2 separate regions of the Mus musculus genome follow, and region 1 is linked to region 2. Evidence: chromatin contacts called from public promoter capture Hi-C data. All regions are on one chromosome and are shown on one strand. Each heading gives the region's core, a stretch centred on a gene start, on an enhancer-like site or on the middle of the called end of the contact. The rest is flanking DNA. Distances are from core to core; before and after follow the strand shown.

Region 1 (6,083 bases), core at 1,853-4,352, 85 kb before region 2:
TGAACACTTCAGAAATAAGCTAACTCCAAAATTAACCTCCCGGCCATGTTCACAGTGTGCCTTCACCAACGTGAAGCTGTCTACACTTTACACTATGCAGAGGTGCAATTGGGAGCACAACAGCCCTGAGCCTGGGTTGTGATCTTAGCCTGACACACTCTTTCCAGCACAGGGTAGGTAGGAACAACACCAACTGCTTACATTACCCAGAGGAATCTGGGCTTCCAGGCAAGACATGGCACAGGACAAAGGGAAACACGAGTCTAGAATGCTGGGAAGGAAAGTGATGCCCATAAACCAGGACAGTGTCACAATCAGACTCCAGTGGGTCTACTCAAGCAGATTGGAGCAGGAGGAGGCTTAGGAGGAGGAGGAGGAGGAGGAGGAGGAGGAGGAGAAGGGAGAGGAGGAGGAGGAGGAGGAAGAGGAGGAGGAGGAGGGAGAGGAGGAAGAGGAGGAGGAGGAGGGAGAGGAGGAGGAGGAGGAAGAGGAGGAGGAGGAAGAGGAGGAGGAGGAAGAGGAGGAGGAGGAGGAGGAAGAGGAGGAAGAGGAGGGAGAGGAGGAGGAGGAGGGAGAGGAGGAGGAGGAAGAGGGAGAGGAGGAGGAGGAAGAGGAGGAGGAGGAGGAGGAGGGAGAGGAGGAGGAGGAGGAGCAGGAGGAGGAGGAGGAGGAGGAGGAGGAGGAGGAGGAGGAGGAGGATAGAACCACAGCAGTTTGGGAAACAAGTTCTCCAAGTAGACACAAACCTGAAAAACAGTTTTCATATGGCAGCTTGGAGCAAGAAAGGGTGCCGGGGATCCTATGTGAGATTTGAGACTTAGGAACACAGGCTGGGTCTTGGTGCTGCCACTGGGCCACCTTGACCATCTCCCATAGCTGTCTGGTTTGTCTTGGTTTGCATCAATTGTTACCAGGGACTTTTCCAGTGCTTGTCCCATGAGTCACCTTTGCAACCTGTGACACCGTGTGCCATACTGCTTCTGTGAAGTCCTCTGGCCTCTGTTCCCTGACACCACTCCCACAGCAGGCACTTTTTGTCTTCTTTACTAGCTTCTCCTTCTGTGCTCAGCTCTTCAGTGTCCACCTTCCCAGATTTTCTTCCTCTTGTACCTCACACTCTGGGCAATCCCATGGACGTCATTACTCCACTACCACATTGTTTTGCAAGCATTGATCTCAGACCTCCGAATCCGTCTGATCTCACCAACTCACTGACCACAGGCCTGCACACTTTGCTCCCTCCCTCCCCGCTTCTCTTCTGACACATCACTATGTAGACCAAGTTGACTTCAAACTTTCAACTCTGCCTCCCAAATGTGGTGCTGGAGTTATAGGCATGTGACGTCACACCTGGCTGGACTGGACATTTCTAGCTTCTTACTCCTTAAGCAGGATCCACTGAGCCTAGAATCAAAGCCATGGTCCTCCCTCTCTCCTCCCCCTCTAGCATTTTGGCAGTTATCACAGTCACTGTACACTTGCCTGGAAACTTAGGACTTGTCCACCTTTCCCCACCATGAGAACAGAATGGTCATCAAATCCATGGCGTTCATTTCAGTATTAGGACTGACTGCAAGCAAGGCCACAGCTGCTGCCAAGCACTGGGGTTATCCTCAGCCCTCTTTTCACTTTTTATTTTAAGACAGTCTTATGATGTTGCCTAGGATCTTCCTGCCCCAGCAGACTGAGCTCAGAAACTACTTCTCAAGGGCACCCCTTCCTCTGTCCTGTGCCCCTTCCTCTGGTCTGCGCCCCTTCCTCTGGTCTGTGCCCCTTCCTCTGTCCTGTGCCCCTTCCTCTGGTCTGTGCCCCTTCCTCTGGTCTGTGCCCCTTCCTCTGGTCTGTGCCCCTTCCTCTGGTCTGTGCCCCTTCCTCTGGTCTGTGCCCCTTCCTCTGTCCTGTGCCCCTTCCTCTGTCCTGTGCCCCTTCCTCTGGTCTGTGCCCCTTCCTCTGGGATGTGCCCCTTACTCCGGCACGTGCACCTTGACTGTAGCTCTCCTCAGTCTGGCAGAGGCTGTTAGCTCTCTGTCAATACATTGCCTTTATTTTTCGTTGGTATAGAATCCCACATTTTAGCTGGAGTCAGAACCTCTTATAGGAAGATTACATTTCCCAAGGTTTCTCACTGCTATGTAATAAACCTCTTGACTCCACAGCTGCAAAACTAGCTTCTTGAAAGTGAAGCTCCAACTTCAAGAACTTTCTTGGAAAGAAATGGCATGTACTGTCACTGCTCCTTTCTGCCTGGCCACAGGCTGGTCCTGAATTTAGACAAATGAGGACAGAATACTTGGTTCAGTGTTTCCCAAACATAAATGTGTCACCCAAACACAAGCGTGGATGGACCCCAATGTGGCGGCGCATGCCTGTGAACTCAGAACATAAGAGGCATCAATAGAGATTGTGAAGAGTTTGAGGCCAGCCTATGCTACCTGCTGAAGCCCAGTTTCAGAACTGCCAAAACATAACAACAACACAATTAAATGAAACACAAATTGGTGGCTGGGCCCCAGCCATGGAGTTTCTGATTTGGCTTCAGAGTCGGTGATATCTGAAAATTACATTTCTGGTGCGTTTCCAGAAGGTGTTGATGCTGCCGGCACAGTGACTTCTGACTAAGGACGGCTGCCTTAGAGGACTATAGAGAAACAAGCCTCAAGGGGCCATTTCCCTTCTGTGGCTCATGACCATGCCCCTTTAAACCGATATGAGAAAGAGTGAAATCTGCTTGGGTCTTATCAGGAGTCTCTGATACAGGCGGTTTATATCCAAATAAAGCTTCCCGGGTCCATTGAAATCATCTTTCCAAACCTCTAAGCTTCCGGTCTTCTTAGCACTTAGCACAGTTCAACTCAACCAGCACATCTGGATGAAAACTGGGCACCGGAATGGCAAACTGGGGAGCTATGTGATTTTTCTCTGCCCCCGGCCACAGGCCAGCCTTTCCGGGCTCAGGGGAGAAAGCCCACCCCTGAGTACAGCCTGCTTCCCTGTCTTGGTGACCTGGCTATGATGTGAGCAGTTAGTCAGCAAATAGTCTAACTCCCTCCTTGTTGACAGAGCCAAGGTCACACCCTGCTGTGACAGCCTGCATCTGTGACAGTCAGCCCTGTAACCTCTTCCGGAGAAGAAGGCTGGGGCTTGGTTAAAACCACATTCATCCTCTTTCCCTATAGGTGATGGTTTCTCTCTTTTCTCTTTCTCCTCTTCATTTCCATTTTTCTTTTTCCTTCTGCTCAGCCTTTTGAGACTGAGTTTTACTATAGCCCTAGCTGGCATAGAGCTTGCTGTATAGACCAGGCTGGCCTGGAACGTATGGCCACCTCAGCCTCCCAAGTGGCAGGATTTCAGAGGCTCACCAGCGTGCTCTGTTCTGCTGTCTCTCCCTCACCCTTCTTTTCCTTTTAATGACTAGACCTCACAAGAGTCCAGGCCAACTAAGCTGGATCTATAGCCCAGACTGACCCTGAACTCATGACCACCTTCCCAGCCTCCCAAATGCTGGGATTACAGTCATGAACCTCTGTGCTGGCTCACAAGTGTTGAGTTTTAAGTAGAATGTTTTACCACAAAGTCTGCTTCAGTGTGCACTTAGCGAGACTGCCTACAACACAGCCCGAGAGTACAAGGAACCAGACCTGGTCCATGAAGGATCACAGCTCCATGCCAGGCTGGAATGTCCACTCTCAGGGAAATTCAAGCTCCTTAGTGTGGTGTTCAAGGCTCTTTACTGTTTGACTCCAGCTTTCTCGCCTCCCTTATTCTCCTCACTGGTCATGGCCCTGTTGAGCAGCTGTGCCAAGCACTTGCTCTGGAGGCTCTGCCAAGCATGTCCTCTTCCTTCTTCATGGACCTCCCGAGCACAGCTCAAGGGTCCCCTCGGCTGCGGTGCTTCCCAGAAAGCCCTGGGTAGAAAAGAGAAGCACAGAGAAATGAATGGAGCCCAGGAGTTTACCAGGCCTGAGTTCAAATCCCAGCTCCACGACATGTGGAGAATTTTGTCTCTTCACTTCCTGTCCTTATTGCCTCAATGGGTTGTAAACTAAATAAAATCTGCAGGTCACCTAGACCAGTGTTCCTTAGCATCCTGTCAAGACGCAAAGTCTGAATCAGCGGGTCTGAGGTGGAGCCTGGGACTCTGCATTTCTCACAGGTGCCCAGGTAGTACGGCTGCTGGAAGCCCATGCACCATGCACCGGGTCCTTAGCCTAAGGGAAGAACTCACGGACATTTGCTCCTAACCCCATCCCATCCTTCCTCCTTCCTCCTGGCACCCACAGCATTTTAGCCGCACCCATGTATACAATGCTTAAGACTTCGGGTTTCAGTTAGCTGTTGTCTGCCTGTGTCTTTCACCAGGAAAGGGCCAGGCTTACAAGTGGAGATTAATGTGTTTTTTGAACTAAGCTTTAGAAAATGCAAATAAAAATGCCCACTCTTGTAGACAAGAATGGGAATGAGCAGATGTGATCGGTTGAGACGGAACGTGGGGAATATGCATCGTGTGCCGCACATAGGAACTGTTTGTCTATCTGCTTTCCATTCTGCAGTGGCTCTGATTTATGCAGCGGAAGCATGTTCACTTGTGGCTGCAGCTCAGACTCTGGTGATTACTAAAACAAAACAGAACCAACAAAAAACCCAAAGCCAGATTCGTCTCTAGTCTAAAACTTGAGCGGTTCATCCTTTCCAGGAGAGCAAGTGTGACATTCCACCTCTGATAAGAAGCAATGGAATGATCCCAGTGGGAAAGATGTGTTTTTCCATCACATCAATGCATCTATCAATCATCAATCAATCACAAGCAGGCTCTGAGAAGCACCTCTCTCCAGGTGGCACTTGGTTTGCAAATGACCTTTTCTTATCTACCGCCCCACAGATCTCAAGGGAGGCTAACCTCATCATCTCCGGCCTGTTTGATGGATATGACGTTCAGACAGGCCAGAGATGAGGAGAAGGAGGAAATATCACAGGATGTAGACTGCAGCAAATCAGAACACTTTTCTCACCCACGCGTGATCTCTAGATACACGTGTGTTCTGGAAGTCTCAGACACAGAGGAGACTTGTGACCTGTTTTCTGGGGATATGAGTACTTGTTATTTGTTTGTGGGATTTTCTTTTGAGACAGGGTCTCTCTATTATGTAGCTCTGGCTGTCCAGGCATTCACATAGACCAGGCTGTCCTAGAACTTCCAGAGATCTGCCTGCCTCTCCTGGCTGAAACACTTTTTAAAGGGAATAAATAAATAACGTCTTACTTTATGGCTCAGGCTGGCTTTGAACTGCAAGGCTCAAGTTCAGTTGCCTTCCTGCCTCCAGAAGCTGCATGAGAGTTGCACACCCCAGTGCCCAGCATTGTATAGGAAATGACACTGAAGACTGGTGTGGGTTAAGACAACCAAAGGAGGAGGACTGAGAGAAACCAGCTTGCCTAGTGGCTAGTAACATCATCGCCCAAAGCCAAGGATCAGGAGGAAAAGTCAGAGATAGGTTAAAAGTGGGAGCCACTAAGGAGCCCAGGAGATCATAGGAAAATGCTTGCCTCAGAAGTTAAATCCCCAGAACCATATTTGCTTGTTTGTTTGTTTATTTGCTTGTTTGTTCAATTCCCAGCAACTACATGGTGCCTTACAACCATCTGTAATGGGACCTGATACCCTCTTCTGGTGTCTGAAGACAGTTACAATGTACTCATAGATTACAATAAATATTTTTTTTTAAAAAGAGCCGGGCGGGCGATGGTGACGCACACCTTGAATCCCAGCACTCGGGAGGCAGAGGCAGGTGGATTTCTGAGTTCGAGGCCAGCCTGGTCTACAAAGTGAGTTCCAGGACAGCCAAGACTGCACAGAGAAACCCTGTCTCGAAAAAACCAAAAAAAAAAAAAAAAAAAAAAAAAAAGAAAGAAAGAAAGAAAGAAAGAAAGAAAGAAAGCAAGCAAGCAAGCACAAACATGGAAGCCACACTGGAGTAGGAGGGACTTGAGGTCACTTCCGAGTTTGCAAATGACCACCTCTGGAGTGTTTGAACCCAGTGCTCAGCTTGATCCCTAGACTGACTCATGGATGAGCACATGTCCCA
Region 2 (6,148 bases), core at 2,549-5,048:
CCCAGGCCAGATTCCAGAGACACAGGAGATATATGCAGTATGAACCACCTCTCCCCTCTTGGCTGAAGGCCAGGCCACCTTCTGAGTTCCTCACTGAGGAGCCAACCTTCACCTTGCCCTACCACTCCCTGCCTGAAGATGCAGAAAGGCCGGTTGTGCCCAGTTTGTGTGTATTTAACCCAAGTCACAAATGCCATAGCTGAGTGGTTGCATTGGTTCAGCAGGTTGTCCTCATTTACAGTGCACCTGGTATGGCTGAAGATATAATTCCTTGACCCCAGCCCTGACTCTCATTTCTGTTGAAGAATCAAAATCCTCTTCATGGGTGTCCACAGGCAGACAGGAGGTCTGCTCCTCCTGTTTCCCAGGATGCTGTGGAGCATCTGTAATCCAGGAGCATCCTCAGGAGCCAACCAGAAACAGTGACTTCTGCAGCAAGGAAGGCCTTCTTCGAGAACCCTAGGGCTCAGAAAGGAGTTGCTGTGGTTCCCAGCAATGCTATGGAGGGAGGAGATCTGTCTCTGCTTTTAACCTGGAAACCTGGATGCTATTCCCCAAAAATCACATGTTCTTGGTTTTCACTAATTTATTTGCAAAAACCAAAAATGTTTCATTTATTATTTTTTTTTAAAATTAGGCCAAATGAGCTCTGATCTTCTATTGTTGGAATAGAGACCAAACTCACACCCAAGAACCCTGTCAGCAGCTGGGTGATGTGGAGCAGAGATAGACAGAGGGACAGAGACAGAGAGAGACAGAGAGACAGAGGGACGGCAGGTAGAGTGTAGGGATCACAGACCTATGAGGCATGGTGTCATGCTCCCCCCTTTCCCCCCCCTCCCATATCCCTGCATACCTTGCCAAGTGACCTAGTTTGGTTTTCCCATTCTCCTCTCAGGGTTTGAGTGTTTGTCCCTTGACAGCTGCAGGTCCTTGTTAGGTTCTTGAAATGCACAGTACCTCAGCTCCCAAGAAGGGGGCAGAACAGCATCTGTCTCCAGCCATGGCTCTGGCTGGGTGACTAATGACCTAATGTGAAGATGCTAACTCTTTAAAGTTTACAATGGTGGAAAAGCAATGTGCATTCAGCAGAAACACACTATAATAAAAAATTAATACTTTTTCAGTGTTTTAATCCCCGTCCCCCATTTACTGTGATAAGAATATTTTGAGGAAAGCACCTTAAAGGAGACAGGTCAGTCTGTGATGGTGGAAAAGCCAAGGTCACAGGCATGTGAAACAGCTCATCACATCCCACCCACACTCAGGAAACAGAGAATGATGCACATGAGCCTACCTCTGACACCTTCTGCGGCCTCGGATCCTGGCTAGGGAATGGCAACACCCACAGTGGGCAGGCCTCCCCAAATCAACCACTGCAGTCAGAATAACTCCCGCAGGCATGCTCAGAGGCCCATCTCCCAGATGATTTTTAGATCCTGCCAACTTGAGAATTAACACTGACCACCACAACTGGCTGTCGGCACATGGTCCAGCCCTCCCTGAGACTGTGGGCAGTGGAAGCTTGCACTTAGCTGCTGAATCATGACACTACCACATGCTGTCTCTCTAAGCTAGGGAACACACTTTAAATGCACTAACCACTTACCACTGTGTTCCTAACTTACCTTAGACTTATGAGGAATTAATCTCACCACAAACTGAGTAGTATTCTTCCATAAAGTTGTAAGAAGTATTTAGCCTAAAGTAATATTTGTAAAATATTAATGATAAGCCCCAAACTCACTCTATGTAAGTAATCCAAGTGAGCATACCAATAGAGCTAGATAAACACTTTGTGACATAGATATACAGCGGAATACTACTTAGCAATGAAAAAGGATGCAAATTATAAAATGCAACACCACTAAGCAAAAATAAATAAATAAATAAATAAATAAATAATTTAAAAAGAAGTGCAAACTCTGCATATGAGCTAGAGGAATCTCTAAATAACTATGCTGTGCAGAGGGAGCTGGGCCACACAGTACACACAGCCTGATTCCACTTATATTCAAAATGGTAAACTAAGCTATCATGACAAATCAGGTGACCTGCTGCTTGTGCTGAGGGAGGTGGGGGGAATTGGGAGACCTGAGCCTGGGACTCACAGAGTGGAAGGAGAGAACAGAGTTCTGTGAGTTGTCCTGTGACCTCAACACATTCTAGTAAATCCAGTACAAATGAGTAAATCTAACTTTAAAATAATTTAAAAGTTCCAAAGTCATGCTGATAGAATGATGGTACAAATACTATTATTTTTAATTTTTAAAAATTATTTTAATTATATTTTGTATATGAGTGTTTTGCCTCAATGGGTGTCTGTGCTGTGCACATGCCTGGTGCCCAAGGAAGGCAAAAACAACATCAGATCTCCTAGAACTGGGGTTATAGACAGCTGTGAGCTGTCATGTAGGTGCTGGGAATTGAACCCATGTTCTCTAGAAGAGCAGTGTGCTCTTACTCTGGCCTGTTTCTCCAGGTTTCCAAATGTGGTCCTTGAAGAGGAGGTCTCTGGGCATTGGTGAGAGCGTCAGACCACTTCCTTTTTTTCCCTGCTTGACCACTTTCAAATTCTGCAGTCAGGAGATCAATAACGCTGGTGCGAAGCTGACTCTTCTTTTGTTCCTTCCCGTCCCCTGGTCCCCTGTCGGAGGTGCCGCTCAGTCTGTTGACAGACAACTCACAGATGTACCCAGAGGTTTAGCTCCTAGGTGATTCTAAATCCCACCAAGTTCACAATCAGTTTTTACCATATTCACAAGTTAATAGAATTAATCAATATCAACAGTGAAAAACCAAGAAGTCGGTGAAAGATTCTGGGAACAAAGATTCCTAAGAACCCAGCCACGGAGAGCGGTATCTACTCAAGAACAGGGCTTCCCCAGGTAAGAGAGACCCAGGCCACATCCATGTTTTAAATTTCCTATAATGAGAGAAAGAAGACTTAAAAAACAAGAATAAGACAACAAGCCACTTCCAATCAAAAAAATAAAAATCATATGTACAAAACAGCAACAATAAACCATCAAAGCAGTGTTACATATGGACTGCACACCATGATACATTTTAAAAAGGTTAAGACAAAAACAAAACAAGAAACAAACAAAAAAACCCTGAGCCTAATGCTCCTGTGATAGGGTACTTCCAAGGTATACCTCCTTTCCCCTTTCTAATCTTAATCCACAGTATACTGTAGCCAGCGCTGGGGTGATGGGAAACTCCCAAATCATCAAGGCACCCTCCGTAGAAAATGCCAGGAGATCCGGTATGAGGCGGATCTGAATGCCATCTCATCCCCCTCACTCTGGAAGTGGACATTCTGTTGGTCACAGACAGGAGACCTGGCCCCTGAAGTGGCCCCTGGAGAAGCTCTGTTTCCTTAGGCAAGCTGCCTGGCTCTGATGATTTGGGGCAGGGTTGGATCAGTGACTTTCTGGCAGCTGTATAAAATGTTCATGTGGCTAGAGACAGGATTCTTAACTTTTGTGGGCTGAGCTCTCTGAAAATGAATTCGACACTGTCCCTCCCTCCCTGCACCACAGAGGCACGTTTTCCTCCTCAAAAGTCTCTAAAATTCCAGCCTCTGGCCTCCAGGGTGACCCTGGCCTGAGATCTGGCATCCCTGAGGTCCCTCTGAACCCTGATTGTGTGCGCACGTCTCTAGTCCAGCCTGAGAATCAGGCTGAGGTTTAGTGGAGGGAGCGGGGCGGGGCGGAGCGGGGCGGGGTGGGGCGGAGCCAGGCGCAGACCCCGCCCACCCGCAGACCCAAGGCAGGAGTGGGAGCTCAGGACCCAGCCCAGACTCTAGGCGGCAGGTCCTGTTCTCCACGCTGTCCCTGGTCATCGCCAGAGCCATGAAGATGCACTTCTGCATCCCGGTGTCCCAGCAGCGGCCAGACGCGCTGGGGGGCCGCTACGTGGTGCGTCTGGGGCCCGGGGTCGGTTGGGTGGGGAGGGGCTCGGTGACCCTGGGCACCTCCTACCCCAGTCCTCATCCTCGCCTAGGATAACAGGCGGGTGTCTGTGCTTTCAGTTGTACTCCGTGTACCTGGACGGGTTCCTCTTCTGCAAAGTACGCTACAGCCAGCTGCACCGCTGGGATGAACAGGTGAGCTTGGATTGTGTTACTCTGAAAGACATTGGACTGTGTGTGTGTGGGTGTGGTGGTGGTGGTGGTGGTGGTAGAGGAGGAGGGCTGGCTACAGGCTCCTGATTTGTGAACTATAGGCACTCTTTAAATCCCAGAGCTATCTCCTATACCAACATCTTCAACTTCAGGTCAGCCTTATAACATGAACAAGACCATAATGACCAGTTGCAGAGTAATAGCCTTCCTCTAGCCTCTTGCGCTCAGAGCCCTCAGACCTATCCCAGAGTAGAGTCAACTGGGACAAGTGTGCTTTGTACAGCTTCTAGTTCTAACACGGTCTTATCTGGCCCACCTTTCCAAGTCCCTTTGTTAGCAAACCCAAGACTCATGAGCTACATCGATACAGATTGGCTTGTGGTAGTCAGAAAGTGTCACAAGACTCAAAAGCATCTTATGCAATCTAGGGGGGGTTTCTGGGAGACTGACTGGGGCTTGGGAAGGGACTGGTCCAGGAGCTGTCTTCCAAGCAGAGGATGTGACAGTGGCAGATAGGAACAGGGGGTGTAAATAGGCAAAGAGGAAGAAGATAAAAGTCAGGCAGGGTGGCACATTCCTGTAGTCCTAGCCCATGGAAGACTGAGGTGAGGGATAGAGAAATCAAGACCAGCCTGGGCTACACAGACTTGTCTCAGACCTAAAAGAAAAGAGTGTGAGGGGGCTGGTGAGATGGCTCAGTGGGTAAGAGCACCCGACTGCTCTTCCGAAGGTCCAGAGTTCAAATCCCAGCAACCACATGGTGGCTCGCAACCATCCGTAACAAGATCTGACTCCCTCTTCTGGTGTGTCTGAAGACAGCTACAGTGTACTTACATAAAATAATAAATAAATCTAAAAAAAAAAAAAAAAAAAAAAAGAAAAGAGTGTGAGGTGGATAGGAAAACCAGATTAGCTCAGAATGATGGGGGAGCTGGGGAGGCCAGCACCTGGCAAGGGGAGCACCCAATGGTCTGCAAGGCTTTTGGAGTTCCCCTCTTGCTGATGCTCCCTGTGCAACGGGGTCCCCACAAGCTGACATTGCCTTCACAGGCTTCTTCAGAGCTGGGGAAAGTATCCCAGGCAAATCACGGGGGCGTCAGTTAAACTGGCTGTATTTATCTAAAGGCACAGAGAGCTGAGCCAGCCAGAGAGCTCACACAGCAGATGTTACCAGGGTTCAACATCAGAGGGTCAGCTGCAGCCCTTGAGGGGGTTTTGCTGGGGACAGGGCTGCAGCTGATGCTGTCAGAGAGCACAGGTCACATGGCACCTCACAGAGACCCTTCTTTTTATCAGACTCAGCCTTTTATGAATTACCCTGGCTGACAAGAACTCAGGAACGTGCCACCTGGACAGGAACTCCTTCTTATTCCTACAGGATAGAAAGTCAATTCTTTAATTTTTTTGAAACAGTCTTACTATGTAGCTCTGGCTGTCCTGGACCTCCTCACTATGAGAGATCTGACCCTGCCTCCCAGGGCTGGGATTAAAGGTGTGTGTGCCTCTGTGCCTGGTTAAATTCAATCCTACAGCCAAATCCCTTGTTAGCAAAGTTATAACCTTTATTTAACATAATACACATAGAGTGTCACACAGAGCTTATAAGGAAATAAACTGGCAAGGACTTTATACGCCCCTCTTAAGTATACACAGCCTTTCCTTTTTTATGGTACCTTATATTTGGTCAGACTAATAAGAATTTGGGGCTAGCAAGATGGCTCAGCGGCACTTGCTGCAAAGCCTGTTAACTTGAGTTCAATTCCAGGAACTCATGTAGAAAACCACTAACTCCTGCAAGTTGTCCTCTGACCTCACGCATGAGCTCCCACTCCACAATCAAATAAATGGAATTATAAAAAATTAAAAGGATTTTGGGACCATTCCACTTCCACCAGAGAGAGGGAGAGGGAGAGGGAGAGGGAGAGGGAGAGGGAGAGGGAGAGGGAGAGGGAGAGGGAGAGGGAGAGGGAGAGGAAGCAGGCTGTGGTGGCCCATACCTTTAATTCTAGCACTTGGGAG

What was found. Promoter capture Hi-C pulls out the DNA fragments that hold promoters and counts their contacts.
Region 1: a promoter capture Hi-C map of hematopoietic stem and progenitor cells shows a contact between it and region 2, with 2.0 times the contacts expected there. The contact joins the enhancer-like site here to the promoter of Snx31 in region 2. A contact is called at or near these places in 5 of 39 promoter capture datasets (the 3T3-L1 cell line, cranial neural crest, embryonic stem cells and 2 more), 1 of 484 Hi-C or Micro-C datasets (B cells) and 3 of 9 other capture datasets (adipose tissue, liver and pancreatic islet).

What each region holds. Positions count from the first base shown.
Region 1 is chr15:36,637,935-36,644,017 of GRCm38.p6, reverse strand. No RefSeq gene overlaps it. Among named protein-coding and RNA genes, the nearest start is that of Pabpc1, 32 kb to the right of the region's middle. Within about 2 kb of position 3,102, at least 112 of the 459 cell types and tissues checked have an H3K27ac peak or open chromatin away from gene starts, as enhancers often do. A contact at or near this core is called in hematopoietic stem and progenitor cells, where this site is marked.
Region 2 is chr15:36,553,223-36,559,370 of GRCm38.p6, reverse strand. Snx31 (sorting nexin 31) reads left to right here and starts at 3,798. Exons shown (of 14, transcript NM_001347022.2): 1 at 3,798-3,923; 2 at 4,037-4,111. The coding sequence starts at 3,858.